Linked DNA regions of Mus musculus: region 2 is linked to region 1. A link is a contact called in public HiChIP or PLAC-seq data. All regions are on one chromosome and are shown on one strand. Each heading gives the region's core, a stretch centred on a gene start, on an enhancer-like site or on the middle of the called end of the contact. The rest is flanking DNA. Distances are from core to core; before and after follow the strand shown.

The links. HiChIP or PLAC-seq counts read pairs in DNA pulled down with a chosen protein or histone mark.
Region 2: a contact with region 1 is called in an H3K4me3 HiChIP or PLAC-seq map of embryonic stem cells, with 4 times the contacts expected there. The contact joins the promoter of Ppfia2 here to the enhancer-like site in region 1. A contact is called at or near these places in 9 of 39 promoter capture datasets (the 3T3-L1 cell line, 3T3-L1-derived adipocytes, the C10 cell line and 4 more) and 2 of 115 datasets of contacts at active chromatin or transcription factors (embryonic forebrain and embryonic stem cells).

Annotation. Positions count from the first base shown.
Region 1 is chr10:106,001,539-106,008,738 of GRCm38.p6, forward strand. No RefSeq gene overlaps it. Among named protein-coding and RNA genes, the nearest start is that of Ccdc59, 160 kb to the left of the region's middle. Within about 2 kb of position 4,748, at least 25 of the 459 cell types and tissues checked have an H3K27ac peak or open chromatin away from gene starts, as enhancers often do. A contact at or near this core is called in embryonic stem cells, where this site is marked.
Region 2 is chr10:106,466,103-106,473,302 of GRCm38.p6, forward strand. It overlaps Ppfia2 (protein tyrosine phosphatase, receptor type, f polypeptide (PTPRF), interacting protein (liprin), alpha 2), which reads left to right and starts at 4,208. Exons shown (of 32, transcript NM_001205341.1): 1 at 4,208-4,489.

The DNA.
Region 1 (7,200 bases), core at 3,498-5,997:
GATCACCACAAGTACTATAGAAGCACAGTAGCTGAGAAAACTCCCCTTCGTGTTTGACTGCTTAAAAAGATACTAAGGGGTTTATTACCATTTCTGAATGTGTCACATTTATAATTACAAAATAAAAGTAAATACATTGAGTTAAGAGGTCTTAAAACAATCTACATAACATATTTACCAAAGTATTTCTGGAGCTACCTGCTTCTTTAGAACTTATTTCTCCTTGGGGAGCACAATTGTCCTTTCTAACTTTCCTCTTGTACCAACAGTGCCTGTGCTTTGGAGAGAGCTGCATGAAATGGTGCCTGTAATCCAGAGAGAGTTTCATGGTGAAGTTTATCCTTTCCACTTTGCTTCTTTGCTGCATTATCAAGTAGGAATGAAATCAAGTGATTTCCAGAGGTTTATTCTTTTAAAAAAGGTTGATCACTGTATAAGAAAATTAATCATATGTAAACTCTGATTTGAGAATTATACAAAAGGTCCATAGACTATGAAAATAAATAAGTAAAAAGTCAACTCTAGTTTTAAATAACATAGTCATAAAACCTAGATAAAACATTATGGAAATGTAGAGATATTAGGATTTACATAATAGATGACACTTCTATGATGGAATTAACTATTTCTTTCTTATTAGATATTTTCTTAATTTACATTTCAAATGTTATCTGCTTTCATGATTTCTCCTCGGAAAAACCCTCTATCCCATCCTCCCTCCCCCTGCTTACCAACCCACCCACACCCACTTCCCTGTCCTGCCATTCTCCTATACTGGGGCATCCAACTTTCTTGGGACCAAGGGCCTCTTCTCCCATTGATGTCCAACAAGGCCATCCTCTGCTACATATGCAGCTGGAGTTATGGGTCCCTCCATGTGTACTCTTTTGTTAGTGGTTTAGTCCCTGGGAGTTCTGGGGGTACTGGTTGGTTCATATTGTTGTTCCTTTTATGGGGCTGTAAAAACCTTCAGCTCTTTTGGTCCTTTCTCTAGCTCCTCCATTGGGAACCCTGTGTTCAGTTCAATGGTTGGATGAGAGCATCTACCTCTGTATTTATCAGGCACTGCCGGAGCCTCTCAGGAGGCAGCTATATCAGGCTCCTGTCAGCAAGCACTTGTTGGCATCCACAATAGTGTCTAGGTTTGGTGTCTGTGTGTGGGGAGGATACCCAGGTGGGGCAGTCTCTGGATAGTCTTTCCTTCAGTCTTGGCTTCACACTTTGTCTCTGTATCTCCTCCCATGGGTATTTTGTTTCCCCTTCTGATAAGGATCAGAGTATCCATACTTTTGGTCTTCCTTCTTCTTGAGCTTCACTTGGTTTATGAATTGTATCATGGGTATTGCAAACTTCTGAGCTAATATCCACTTATCAATGAGTCTATACCTTGTGTGTTCTTTTGTGATTGGGTTACTTCACTCAGGATGATATTTTCTAGTTGCATCCATTTGACTAAGAATTTTATGAAGTTATTGGTTTTAATATCTGAGTAGTATTCCATTGTGTAAATGTACCACATTTTCTGTATCTATTCCTCTGATGAGGAACATCTGGGTTGTTTCCATTTCCTGGTTATTATAAATAAGGCTGCTATGAACATAGTGGAGCATGTGTCCTTATTACATGTTGGAGCACCTTCTGGGTATATGTTCAGGAATGGAATAGCTGGGCCCTCTGGTAGTACTATGTCCAATTTTCTGAAGAACCACCAAACTGATTTCCAGAGTGGTTGTACCAGCTTGCAATCCCAACAGCAATGGAGGAGTGTTCCTCTTTCTCCACATTCTCACCAGCATCTTCTGTCACTTGAGTTTTTGATCTTAGGCATTCTAACTGGTGTGAAGTGAATCTCAGGGTTGTTTTGATTTGCATTTCCACGATGACTAAGGATGTTGAATGTTTCTTTAGGTGCTTCTCATTGTGTCCTGGATTTCCTGGATATTTTGAGTTTGGAACTTTTTGCATTTTGCATTTTCTTTGACTGTTGTGTCAATGTTTTGTACGGTATCTTCTGTCCCTGAGACTTTCTCTTCTATCTCTTGTATTCTGTTGGTGATGCTTTCATCTATGACTCCTGGTCCCTTTCCTAGGTTTTCTATCTCCAGTATCTCCCCTTTTGATTTATTTATTGTTTCTATTTCCATTTTTAGATCCAGGATGGTTTTGTTCAGTTCCTTCACCTGGTTGGTTGTGTTTTCCTATAATTCTTTAAGGGATTTTTGTGTTTCCTCTTTAAGGTCTTCTACCTGTTGACCTGTTTTCTCTTGTATTTATTTAAGGGAGTTATTTATGTCCTTGTTAAATTCCTCTATCATCGTCATGAGATATGATTTTAAATCAGAGTCTTGCTTTTCTGGTGTGTTGGGGTAAGCAGGGTTCACTGTGGTGGGAGAACTAGGATCTGATGGTGCCAAGTAGTCTTGGTTTCTGTTGCTTATGTTCTTATGCTTACCTTTTGCCATCTGGTTATCTCTGGTGTTAGCTGGTCTTGCTGTCTCTGACTGTGGCTTATCTGTCCTGTAAGCCTTTGTGTAAGTACTCCTGAGAGACCAGTTCTCTCCGAGAGGAATTTAGATATGGAGAGATGTGGTACAGGGTCAGCTCTTGGGTACAGACAGAGACCAGAAAGATCCTGTCACCAGCTGATTCTTGGTTCCTGTGTCCTGATGGCTCTGGGAGGATCCCTCTTGGGCCAGGAATTTGAAGAGAAGTTTGTGGTATTACCTGTGCTTGCAGGTATGTAGGCACTCCTGGGAGACTAGCTCTCTCTTGGTTGTATTTGTGTATGTAGCTCTGTGGCCCAGACTGCTCTGGGCAGAGACAGAAATAGGAAGATGCCTCTCCCAGACAGCTCTTTTGTTCCTGTGTCCCAAGGTTTCTGGATGGGTTCCTCTGAGCACCAGTAGTGGTCCTACCTGCACTCACAGCCCGATCAGCCCTCCTGGGAGGCTTGCTTCCTCCTAGCACTATTTGGGTATGGAGCCCTGTGGCAGAGGATCTGCTCTAGGTACAGACAGAAACTGGAAGCAGCCTTCAATTATTAACTACTAAGCTTCCACTGCATATAACACAATATACTTTTATGTCAGCTAGCAATTGAGTCAGATTTTGAAAATGAAGTATGCCTCAGAAGCATAATGATAAATGGAAAGATACTTGCCCTTCCGATCTATCTATCTATCTATCTATCTATCTATCTATCTATCTATCTATCCATCATTGATCATTAACCACCTATCTATGTATCTGTGAACATAACTATCATTATCTATCATCAATCTATGTATTTAATATATCTATCTATGTTTTCTATTTTGTCTTCTCTAACATTAAATAATCCGGTATCTTTACTAGAGGTAATATATTTCTGTCACCCAGTTCTTAATGTGAAATGTCTATTGCTTTAAGAACTGAATGGAGGCTTTGTGTAGTTGAAATATGCTGTTAGTTTTATTTTTAGCCACAGTGTGGTGAACTGATATTTGTCAAGTATATGCTAACTCACAACAATACTTCTCTTGGAAAATGAAATTCTAAAGAAACAATTCATAAACAAACTTCTGGAAAATAGAGTCATAAATTGTTGTGCTACCAATATTTGTCAAGAAAATATGCTTTGGTAAATTTGCTTTTATGACATTCTCTCAGAATAAAACATGGACCTTCGCAACGAGGAGATATTGATATAAACCTTGGGCATCTTCTGCTGGCTCTCTAGCACTGACATTCAAAAGGTAAAGGAAGCAAGACATTTATTCACTGTGGTGTTTGCTTTAGCAGCCTCAAGGGTGATGTAGCACTGAGTTCTCCCCTTTTCTGTGTACGAATCGATATGCTTCTCTTTCTTGAGGCACACACAGAACTGTAAGGATACATAATGCACGTAGGAGGTGTTTCTTCTTCCTTCCTTCAGGACAGTCATTTTCATCAATTATTAAAATCTGATAATAAATGCTGATTATCCGAAAGTGGACTAATAAATTAGGAACTTGGTAGATACATAGGCAATTTCTCTGTTGAGGGAGATTAGTATAAATTAAAGAGGAAGTTAAAGCATTTTTAAAAGGCCCTTGAGGCTTATCTGTAATTGCAATAAGCCTTTGATGCCTGAGATGGGGATGGCATGAGAACAGACTAGAATATATGAGCAGTAATGCAAAATGGCAAGTTGAGTTTTGAGCTATTGCAAAGGTGTTAACAAGGCTAGTGCATTAATTACTTTTCTTATTGTTATGACTGAATGTCTAACAAGACAAATTTAAGGACAGAAAGATTTATTTTGGCTCACATATTGAGTGGATGTAGCCAATCGCTAAGTAGTTAGCTTCCTCTAGTTTCCATCTATATTAATCTAGGACCCTGGTCCGTGGGAGTGTGACATTCACATTTAGGGTGTGTCTTCCCTCCTCAGATAAATATTTATGGAATTTCCTTCAAAGATGTCCTAAGTGGTGTCTTCTAAATGTTTTTAAATCTAGGCAGGGTGACAATAAGCATTAACCATCATAATCAGAAAGAATGAAGTGATCAACATCATGAACTAGGAGATGTGGTCAAGCATGTCCTTCTATAGAATCATGAGAATTAAGTCTAATGTCCTGTGGTTGTAGCAGCTTAGAGAAAAAGGACTTAGTGTGGAGGATGCTTACAGAGACAAACAGATAGGAGGTAGAGAGAAGTAGTCTATATAGACTGCCAAGGGCCATGCAGGAGGAATGACAAAGGCTTTAGAATGCCTGGAATGTGACCCACCCAGTTAGCACAGCAAGATTGGGTGTGTCTCAGACAGTCAAGACCCCAAGGACATTATGCTGTTGTGGAGTTCTGCTCTGCTTGTTTCCCTCACATCCCTCTTAGTTTAAGAATTGTATGAAAACTTTAAGGAGGCTTCCAGCTCTTCCCTGAGCAGTATCACTGGCACTCACAATAATAGTGCTGGATCTCTTTCAGGCATTGCTACTGGGGCAAATGAATGATTCAATCACCACCCTAGGAAAGAATTTAGACATGTATATTGTCAGTAATGACCATTACCCTTAGAAAGCATTAAAAAAAATGTTAGTGATGTTTTTGATACAGGCTCTGATATAGCAATCTTAGGGAATCATTTGAAGTTCAGAAAGGCACACTCTTAACAGTTAAACTGGAGTGGGGATAAGAACAATGGCTGACATGATTCTCACTGAGACTAGACTGGTGATGATTGATTTCTTATGCCCATTTTTACTATCAGCTTTCTGATATGATTTAATAAAAATTGTTGATTAGTAGATATGCATTCTGAGGATTTAAAGCAGGAGTGACATTGTTTCTTATATAGAAGTTCAGATTTCTGACTTTTTTTTTTTTTTAAAAGATTCATGTTGTGGAAGATATTAAAAATGACCAGCAGGTTTTCCTCGCAACTGCCAGCCACTCTTTGTCCTGGCGCAGTCCTGCCAGGCTACTCTCTGCCCGCCAACTCTCCTACGGTCCGGAGCTCCCGAATTCCCTTCACTGTCAAGCCAGCCCTATGGCGGGCCAAGCCACTGGCAGGCAATATTTGACTTGTTATTGCCTCGTTGAGAATCTCTGACTCAGAGCTCCCAAGGGTCTCCACCCAGCTCACTAGGTTCTCACTGGCACATAGTTACCATGCCAGCCCCATCCATGCTTCAAAGCCCCCGCAGCCTTTGTGGTGCCAATCAGGCAAACCCACGCTTTGCTGCTGTACCTTTCTCTCTGGAACTCAGTCGAATCGCTGAGAGAAGAAAAAGAACACACAAATTTAGCTTAGAAACAATGGTAAATCAATCTCTGGACGCAACAACTAAACCGAATCTTGTAAACCTTATACATCAGATTCCTCCGGTGGCAAATCCTGATGGATCTGACATGATTCCAAGAAACTGTAACAGCTATATCTTGCCCTTATGCTATCCTGGTTCCAAAAGCCCCTAACTCTCTCCTGCTTCTTCTCTTCCTCTGTCCAACCTGGAAGTCCCTCCCACTCGCCCAAAGATTGGCTCCTTTATTCACTAGGTGATTGGTTCATAAGAAGTCACCTGAGTAGGTGACTCACTCCTTTTACAAAGCCCCTCCCAGGAAAGCAGAATTAGCATCAAATTACAAACAGCACCAGGCCCATCCACAGATTCATATAAGATTGCCTTTAAAGATAAATAATAAAATAATTAATCTTTTCTTTGCAGCCACAGATTTTGCCTTCCAGTAAGAGAAATTGGCTGAGAAAAGTGTTTTCCTTGCTCACACTTTGCTAATCTTTAACAAGTTGCTTAGTTGCAAATGTACATAGGTTCCTGGCAATAATTTGTTTTCTTTGCCTGTACTACCTAATGTTATTTCTTGTAAAGGTATTGGGGAAGATACTGTTTTTGCATAGTCATTCGCGAGAAGAAGAAAAAAAGAATGTAATAGCACTGTAATTATATACTATGTGAAAGGTTTTGCTGAGATATATAAGCTATGGAATTAAAAAAGAAGTATTTGTTGGAGCATGCTCCATCTACCAACTGTGTGTATACATGTATATATGTGTATATGTGAAATACTTGGAGCCTGCTTTGTTTCCACCATTGTGTGTGTGTGTGTGTGTGTGTGTGTGTGTGTGTGTGTGTTTGAATTTTCGCTTTCCTTTTTTCTAACCATCTGTACTGGCTGGTTTTGTGTGTCAACTTGACACATGCTGGGGTTATCACAAAGAAAGGAGCTTTAGTTGGGGAAGTGCCTCCCTGAGATCCAGCTGTGGGGCATTTTCTCAATTAGTGATCTAGCTGGAGGGCCCCTTGTGGGTGGGACCATCCCTGGGCTGGTAGTCTGCAACCCTATAGGTGAAACAACAATATGAACTAACCAGTACCCCCCAGAGCTCATGTCTCTAGCTGCAAATGTATCAGAAGATGACCTACTTGGCCATCACTGGAAAGAGAGGCCCATTGTTCTTGCAAACTTTATATGCCTCAGTACAGGGTAACACCAGGGCCAAGAAGTGGGAGAGGGAGGAAGGGGAGTGGGGGGGGGGGTTGGGTGACTTTTGGGGTAGCATTGGAAATGTAAATGAAGAAAATACCTAATTAAAAAAAAGACAATAAAAAAAAAAGAAAGAAAAAAAGAAAGAAAGCTGAGCAAGCCAGGGGATGCAAGCCAGTAAGGAACATCCTTCCATGGCCTCTGCATCAGCTGCTGCTTCCTGACCTGCTT
Region 2 (7,200 bases), core at 2,958-5,457, 460 kb after region 1:
GATCATCAGATTTTCTCAGGAGACTGAAGGTCTCATGGTGAATGGTAACTTCAGTATAGTGTCTCTAAAAAGCTAAGCTGCATTGCTAAAGGTAGGAGAGGACACTTCTTGCCAGCATCATTGCTTTGGTAGAGACATTAATTGCAGGGGAGTCAAGGAAGTTCTATGGGGATAGGCTTTACACAGCTGGATGCCATGGGAAAGTCTATTGCACGCATGCTGCATGGGAAAATTGTGTTGCTTCCTTGCAATGGAGATAAGGAAGATTATGCAGGAGCTGCACAGAATCCTTTAGGGCATTTCTTGTTGTTATGTATTGTGTTTAAAGTCAATCGAGAACTAAAAAAATCCAATCCAGGAAGGACACAACAGATCTGAATTCTTCATGAACGAAGGTAAGAGTCACTCCTTTCAGTTCTCAAGAACTACTGAGGCGCTTTCTAAGGGTGGGAGAAAATAGAATGTGTAATAGAAGACGGTATTTATAGCCACTAGTAGAGGGTACATGACCATATGCAGAAGTGCACATTGCAATAATGTGCTTCCATCACAGTTTGAAATACTATATACATTGCATATATATATATACATACATATATATATATATATATATATATATATATATACATAAACACACACACACACATACACACACACACACACACACACACACACACACACACACACACAGCAGATATAATGTACTAAAAGGCCAATCATTCCACCGCGGACATTGCCCATTGCCACCTGTGATAAAATATATAACTCATTTGAGGTTTCTAAGTGGGACAGATGTGTCATGCTAGGTAGAATTATGCTGGCTATTTTTTTCATTTGGAAATTATGTATGACATAAAGAGGTGGAATTTTGTTTGTCAAGTTCACAAGTTGACATCTTGATATTCAACTTTACCATATTTGGAATTAACTATAACCCAAGCTGCTGAATATACCTCTGTGGGATATTCTTGATTGGGTCATTCGAGGAGACACATTAAACCAGGGTCATACCTTCTGATAGCAGCCCACATAAAAGGACCAGGAAACACAAAGCTGTTGATACTTTCCCTGCTTGCTCTCTCTTTCATGGACAGTTTCATCTATCCTGTGGTTGAGAAATTCCTTTCCTGGTACCAGAACTTATATCTTTGGCATCGCATACAGCCTGGTGCACTCAAAGAATACAGGATTCTTAGCCTTTCCATTGAGAGACAGGCATTGTAAAACCAGCCAGACCACAATCTATAATCCATTTATGTATTTTCATTATATTGGGTCTGTTCTTTAGAGATTCTGGCTAATACTATTATTTCATTTGATACTCAGGACATGTATAATTGAAAAATCACCCACTATAGTATACATAAAAGTAGTTTTGTGCTATACTCCTTTTAAACAATAAATATAGAAAGTAATATTTGTAATAAAATGTACAAAAGAAGCATTATATATCTATGACCATGATCCTATATGTATCTACGAACTAAATTCATATTTTCATCTTATGCACTAATACTACTAAATGTAGACAATTATATGGAGATAGTTTTAGTTCACCATACTGTTTAATTTACCATCTATTAAAATCAGTGGAAGCCAGTGATGGCCTTAACATTAAAACTGTTCATATATAATAAAAAGTACAAAAAGACTTTTCACTTCATGAATGGATATTTAGTAGCTCCTTTATTTTTTTACATTTCTGTGAATATTTAGGCAGTGGTTATCAATGTGGGATGCTGAGATAGCTGGACTAGTATCATTTTGGAACTTCTCAGGAATTATAAGGTTGAGACAGACAGCACCTTTGACCTGAAGGATGCATGGCTATGGGGGTTGAGACCAAGCAAGGTTCATTATAAGAAGCTGCCTTGGATATATATATATATATTGTATGCTGAATTGGATGGACAATAAGCTATAGGAACATTCACAATGGTGTTTCTTGTGTTCTTGCTAATGGGATAATCTAGTGCTTTTGCAAACTTCTTATACGAACCTTTCTCCATTTTGATAGGGAATGACTGTTCCTAGCGGCCAATGTTAGCGTGAGACAAAATAATTAGCCTCTGGACCTGGAACATTCCAATCAGTCCATTAGTCTCAACAGACACAGCTTCTTTGAGGGGGGAGATTTTGTTCACACCAATGCAGTGTATTGTATAGACATTGTTAAGAGTGTGGCCTCTCAGGATCCACCCGAGGCTTAGAGTCCCAGCATCTACAAAGAACTAGGACACTCAAGTGAGCATGTTTGAGAAATAGTACTTTATGTAGCATATAACAATAATACTATTCATCTACTAATGTTTAATATTTTTACACTCAATTCTTACATTGTGATGCGAAACTTGAATAACAGTCCAGGAGAGAAAGGGATATAAATCATATGGCTCATCTTAAACTTTACTGTAGAGTCATCAACTAGTTAAGTTCTTCCCCCAAAAGAACTTCATCTAGTGATCATACTTCAGTGAGTCAGGATGTGCACATCATTTCTCAGTGAAATCTGGATTCTGCTCTTTGGGGCTTCTAATACTGCTTACTCTGGACCCTTGCTGTAACTTCTATTCAATGTCTACTTGATGCTTAATTCTCTTTGTGTTCCTTTAGTGCATCAGTATCTTCCTCTCTCAAACATTTCCTTAATGTATTGGTTTTTATCTACTGGTGTCTCCTTATTCTTGATCTATATGAATGGACACACACACACACACACACACACACACACACACACACACGGTCGGGGAGAGGGAAAAGAGGGAGGAAAGAGACAGAGGGAGGGAGAGAGTCACAGAGAGAGACAGAGATGCTTGAGGGAGGAGGAGAAATGGGGGAGGGGAAAGTTTCTGGGGACTAGAACATGTTCTTGGGGCTGCCAGACTATTGAAAGCTGAAATTCAGTCATGCAGACAGGGAACACTTAACATGAGATCCTCAGCGCTAAGGCAATGAATGGAGGCGACCTGAAGAGGTAAGGCAAAGTGACAGACCCAGCCACACCCTAGACTGATTCAGGTTCCGGTGAGCTTGACTACCTTGCCTCTGATTCAAGAGAAGAAAGCGGCAGAGAGCCACAGCAAACACAGAAGGCCACAGAGCAGGAAGGTTCCCAGTTCTCAAAAGCACATGCCAACACAAGCTTTCCTGTAAAGATGATTGTGTGGGAAAAGCGCAGGCAGGGCAAAGAGAACCCATTTATACTTTAGATCACCCGTGGTCCTCGCCCTCATCAGGAGCATTGAGACCAGAGTGATCCTCAGCAGCCCCGGAGAAGCTTTTGGGGAGAAGAGTGGAATGTATCCACGAGCGCGTGTGCGTGAGGAGGAGAGAAAAGACGTGATGACTTCAGAATTTATTTAAGGGCCGCCGGTGGAAACCACTGCGGCAGCTTCCAGGGGAAGCCCTTGTTCCAGAGGAAGAGGAGGTGGAGATTGCCAAGGAGGAGGAGGGGAGGAGACACAGAAGGAGGAGTATCCTAGGCTTGCACTAGGCAAGTGAGAAGATGCTGTAGCATCCTCACTCAGTTCCCAGCAGGTTGGTTCTGTCGGCCAACTGATGCAAGCAGATGAATTGCAGAGGGACTGGAAGGAAAAAAAAATTGTTGCAGCGGGCGGAGGCAGCGCGCGATGATGGGGCGGGGGTGTCTTCGGAGGTGGGTGGTGTGCATGTGTGTGTGTGTGTGTGTGTGTGTGTGTGTGTGTGTGTGTGTGTGTGTTTCTGCTTACCTTCCCAGAAAAGAAGCACCTCCTTTAAGTGAAAGGATACACCCTAGAATAGAAGTAGGCTGGGCACCCAGAGAAGACCTGTCCTGCTTCTAGCATCCCCAGGGGACTCACTTCCTTTTAACCATCAAACTCCCAACATTTACCATAAACTTCACAGGGGCTCCGGGTGGGGTATTGGGTGGAGAATGTCCCTTCCATATAGGTACTTCCCACACTTCACCCCAAAGTTCCTGTTTGGAGGGACACGTCTTCACCCTCTCTGGGTGGCCCGGGATGCCAAGGGGAGAAGTTATGCTACGTTAAGTTTCTGAAAGTCAGATCCAGTCCCGGATTACCATCTCTCCGCCCCGGGGCTCCTGCTGCACGCGAAAGTGGCGGCGGCGGCGGCGGCTGCCGCTGCTTGGGCGGCAAAGGGACCGCGGCTGCTTTAAGAACCGCCTCCCCCTCTCTTCCCTTTGACAATGGTCTGAACCGAGCCCTGCTTCCCAAAGCAAAATTTGTAATATGCCATTTTTCCGATGGACCTTTCTCCTTTTGGCTGCTGACGGAGCCACGGGAAGATGCCGAACTGCTGCCACGTTAGGAAGCCAGGGCACGTTCCAAGAGAACGCTGGGGCTCGCGAGTGTCTAAGCTGTCTTTCTCCTCCCGTTGCTAAGGAAATGGTCCAGGACTGCTGGGTGTGAGCCTCACCTCTCCTCCAGCCGAGACTGCGGTTGTCATTGACAATTGAAGAAACAGGACCTGAAATAAGAGACATTAGGTACAGAAACTGTATTCGAGTTGCATGGTTTCTCTTCCGCTTCGGGTTTTTTCCCCCCTTGACCACCTCCCCAGCCCCACCCCGCCCCCAGGGAAGAGGAGAGGCAAAGTCCTCCTTGTGGGTATTAGTTACCTTTGCTTTCCACCCATCTTCTCCATCCCCGATTTTTCTAGCTCCTGCCTAGCTCGTTCTCTCCTGGGGCTGATGAACAATTTTAGTGTGGAAATTATGAAGTCAACTTCTTTCGGGGTGGTGGGGGTGTGGCTGAGCAGTAACTGTCCAGCAGTGTGGGGTACGCTTGCTGTTTGACCATCCGAGCAGGCACAGAGGTAAAGAAAGTGAAAATGCTTCCATTAGACATGGTAGGAATATTTCCCGAGGACAGGGGATTTCAAAGAGTTAAAGAGGAGGAGAAATATTCGTGTAATGTAATCAGACAATGGCTAGGCTTTCTCTTACTGAATTACTCCTTTAACGGAGACAGAGCTGGGAGGGTTCCGAAGACTAAGTAAGCCTTTGCCGAAGAAGAAACTTGTTACAGAGAACGACTGCTTCTTTGCCTGTGGTAGTGTATAATTTCTAGAAATATAATTAAATGAAGTTATCGACTTACAGAAATAAAAGTCTTTTGGAATGTTCTTGTCTGAATAGGTATAGCTCCTAAGAACACATATTACCAAGGATCACACTGGATCTCAAAATTCTTGCTGAATGACTCCACTGGGCATTCAAAACTTTTATTTTGGATTCTGAGAGGTTTAGAAGACAGTCAAGGTTATATCCTGACAGCGTGGGAGTTGGTTTTCTTGATATAAAATTATTCGTGCTAAATTTAAGCACTGAGATAATTAAACCAATCAGGGTTATTATTTTTCTCTCTCTTAAAAATGAAATTTACACTGTCTGAAACTGGGTCCTGAAACCTTCAATAGTTTACGTGTCAAGTCATCTCTATCTAGATGAGGTTAATGCAATTATATTTCACATTGACATAAAAGAGGGATAATGAAAAGGCAAATTACCTCAGCAAACTGTGAGCTCACTCGTCTCTCAGTGATGGTGTAATGTTTGCAATTTTAGTTCCAAAAATGGCTATAAAAGCAAAATGTGATATATCTGGGTGCAATACACAAGATACTGGATAACCATACCTGCACTGTGCCAGGGTTCTATAAAATACTCTTCATAGGATTTTAATTACTCCTAATACACTCAAGCTGTGCATTTGGGAATTGTTAGACTATGTTTTATGGTACATACAAGTACTTTATAAGATTACATCAGAATCTGAGGTCTCACATATTAACCAACCTAGCCCATAAAAGTTGATTTGGTTTTTGTAGACTGTTTATTGTTTGTTTGTTTGTTTGTTTACTTTTCGTTTTAGAGGAGAAGATTCTGAATTTAGCCATTTGTGTTGGCTTGGAAGAAAGTAGCATGCATTCATTTTCTGTCCTATGTAATTTTGCATGGTTTGAATTTTATGAATTGAATTTGGAGAGTTCAGAAGTATCTGCTAGGATTACGGCTATAGACCTACAAGCAAGAGTTTTGATGTAGAATATTATTTCTGTAAGGATAAATGGTGACCAGTTTGTAACAGAGAGCATGCTTGGGTTTTTATAGTATTTTTTATATATGACACTGTGTGTTCTTTGTTGGATAACCCACTGGAATGCTAAAAGTGGGAATTTTATAAACAAATTATAATTCTTTAAGGAAGGAAACGTGTTTTTCAAAGGCAAACCAACTTGCTCCATTTCATGTTTCAGGGGTCAGATAGTCCTGTGTTATCACAGTGTAGATTGGATAGATTTTCTAAACTTTCCATCCAAGTATCTTTTGGCTGACCAAATCCACAGCCATCCTTCACACTAATCTTAAGTCTTAAGTTTGTGACTGTCCAATGTCTCCTGCTAATAGCACGGGGTTGCATCCAAGGAGTCTGCTTTAGTTGAGTGAAATGTATGCTTGAAGTAATGGAAACAGTTAAATTCTCCTTGGAACTTAAAGTTGTTAGCAATGCCTTTCCTTTTGTAAAGGTATGATTTAAAATACCTTTACAAAAGATTGAAGAATATGTAGATAACTGTATTTCCTTGCACACTTTGTTCTGCTACTTCGCTTTAACCTTCAGTGTCACAAATAAACACACAGGCTCACAGCCATGTCTCTCAAGAGTGTCACAGTTATTCCATGTGTGAATGCCATGCATGGCACGGCACGAGGACTAACCCTTTCAAATAAGCCAATGTGTTGAAAAGTTTTTGTGTGTTTTTCAATTAGTGAAAAAATAAATGTGTAGCAGTTAAAGTAGAGGAATGGGGATTCTTAACCGTTGTGATAGTGGATGAATGAAAATCTAAATGATAAAAAGTGTAAAATATACATCAAGTACCAAATGTTTGTCGGCGTGAAAGGGGGTGTGAGCGTGTCTGTAAAGACATTCTACATGTTTGCTCTGGAACTTATGCTACAGTAGATATGAATTCAATGAGTCAAGGTCCTGTCTTCGGATAGCTCCATGTTTTAAGTGATGAACACTGTTCAAAGTATTTTGAGCTATTTTGAGAAATGGTCAACCCTTTCTTTCCTTTTCCTAGAATACTTATCGTAAAATGATTTCCTTTCTCTTTCTTGAAGCTTTTCTCAATTTCCAATGGGTCAGGACCCAAGAGTTCAGAAATAATTAAGTTTTGTTCCTTAACGAC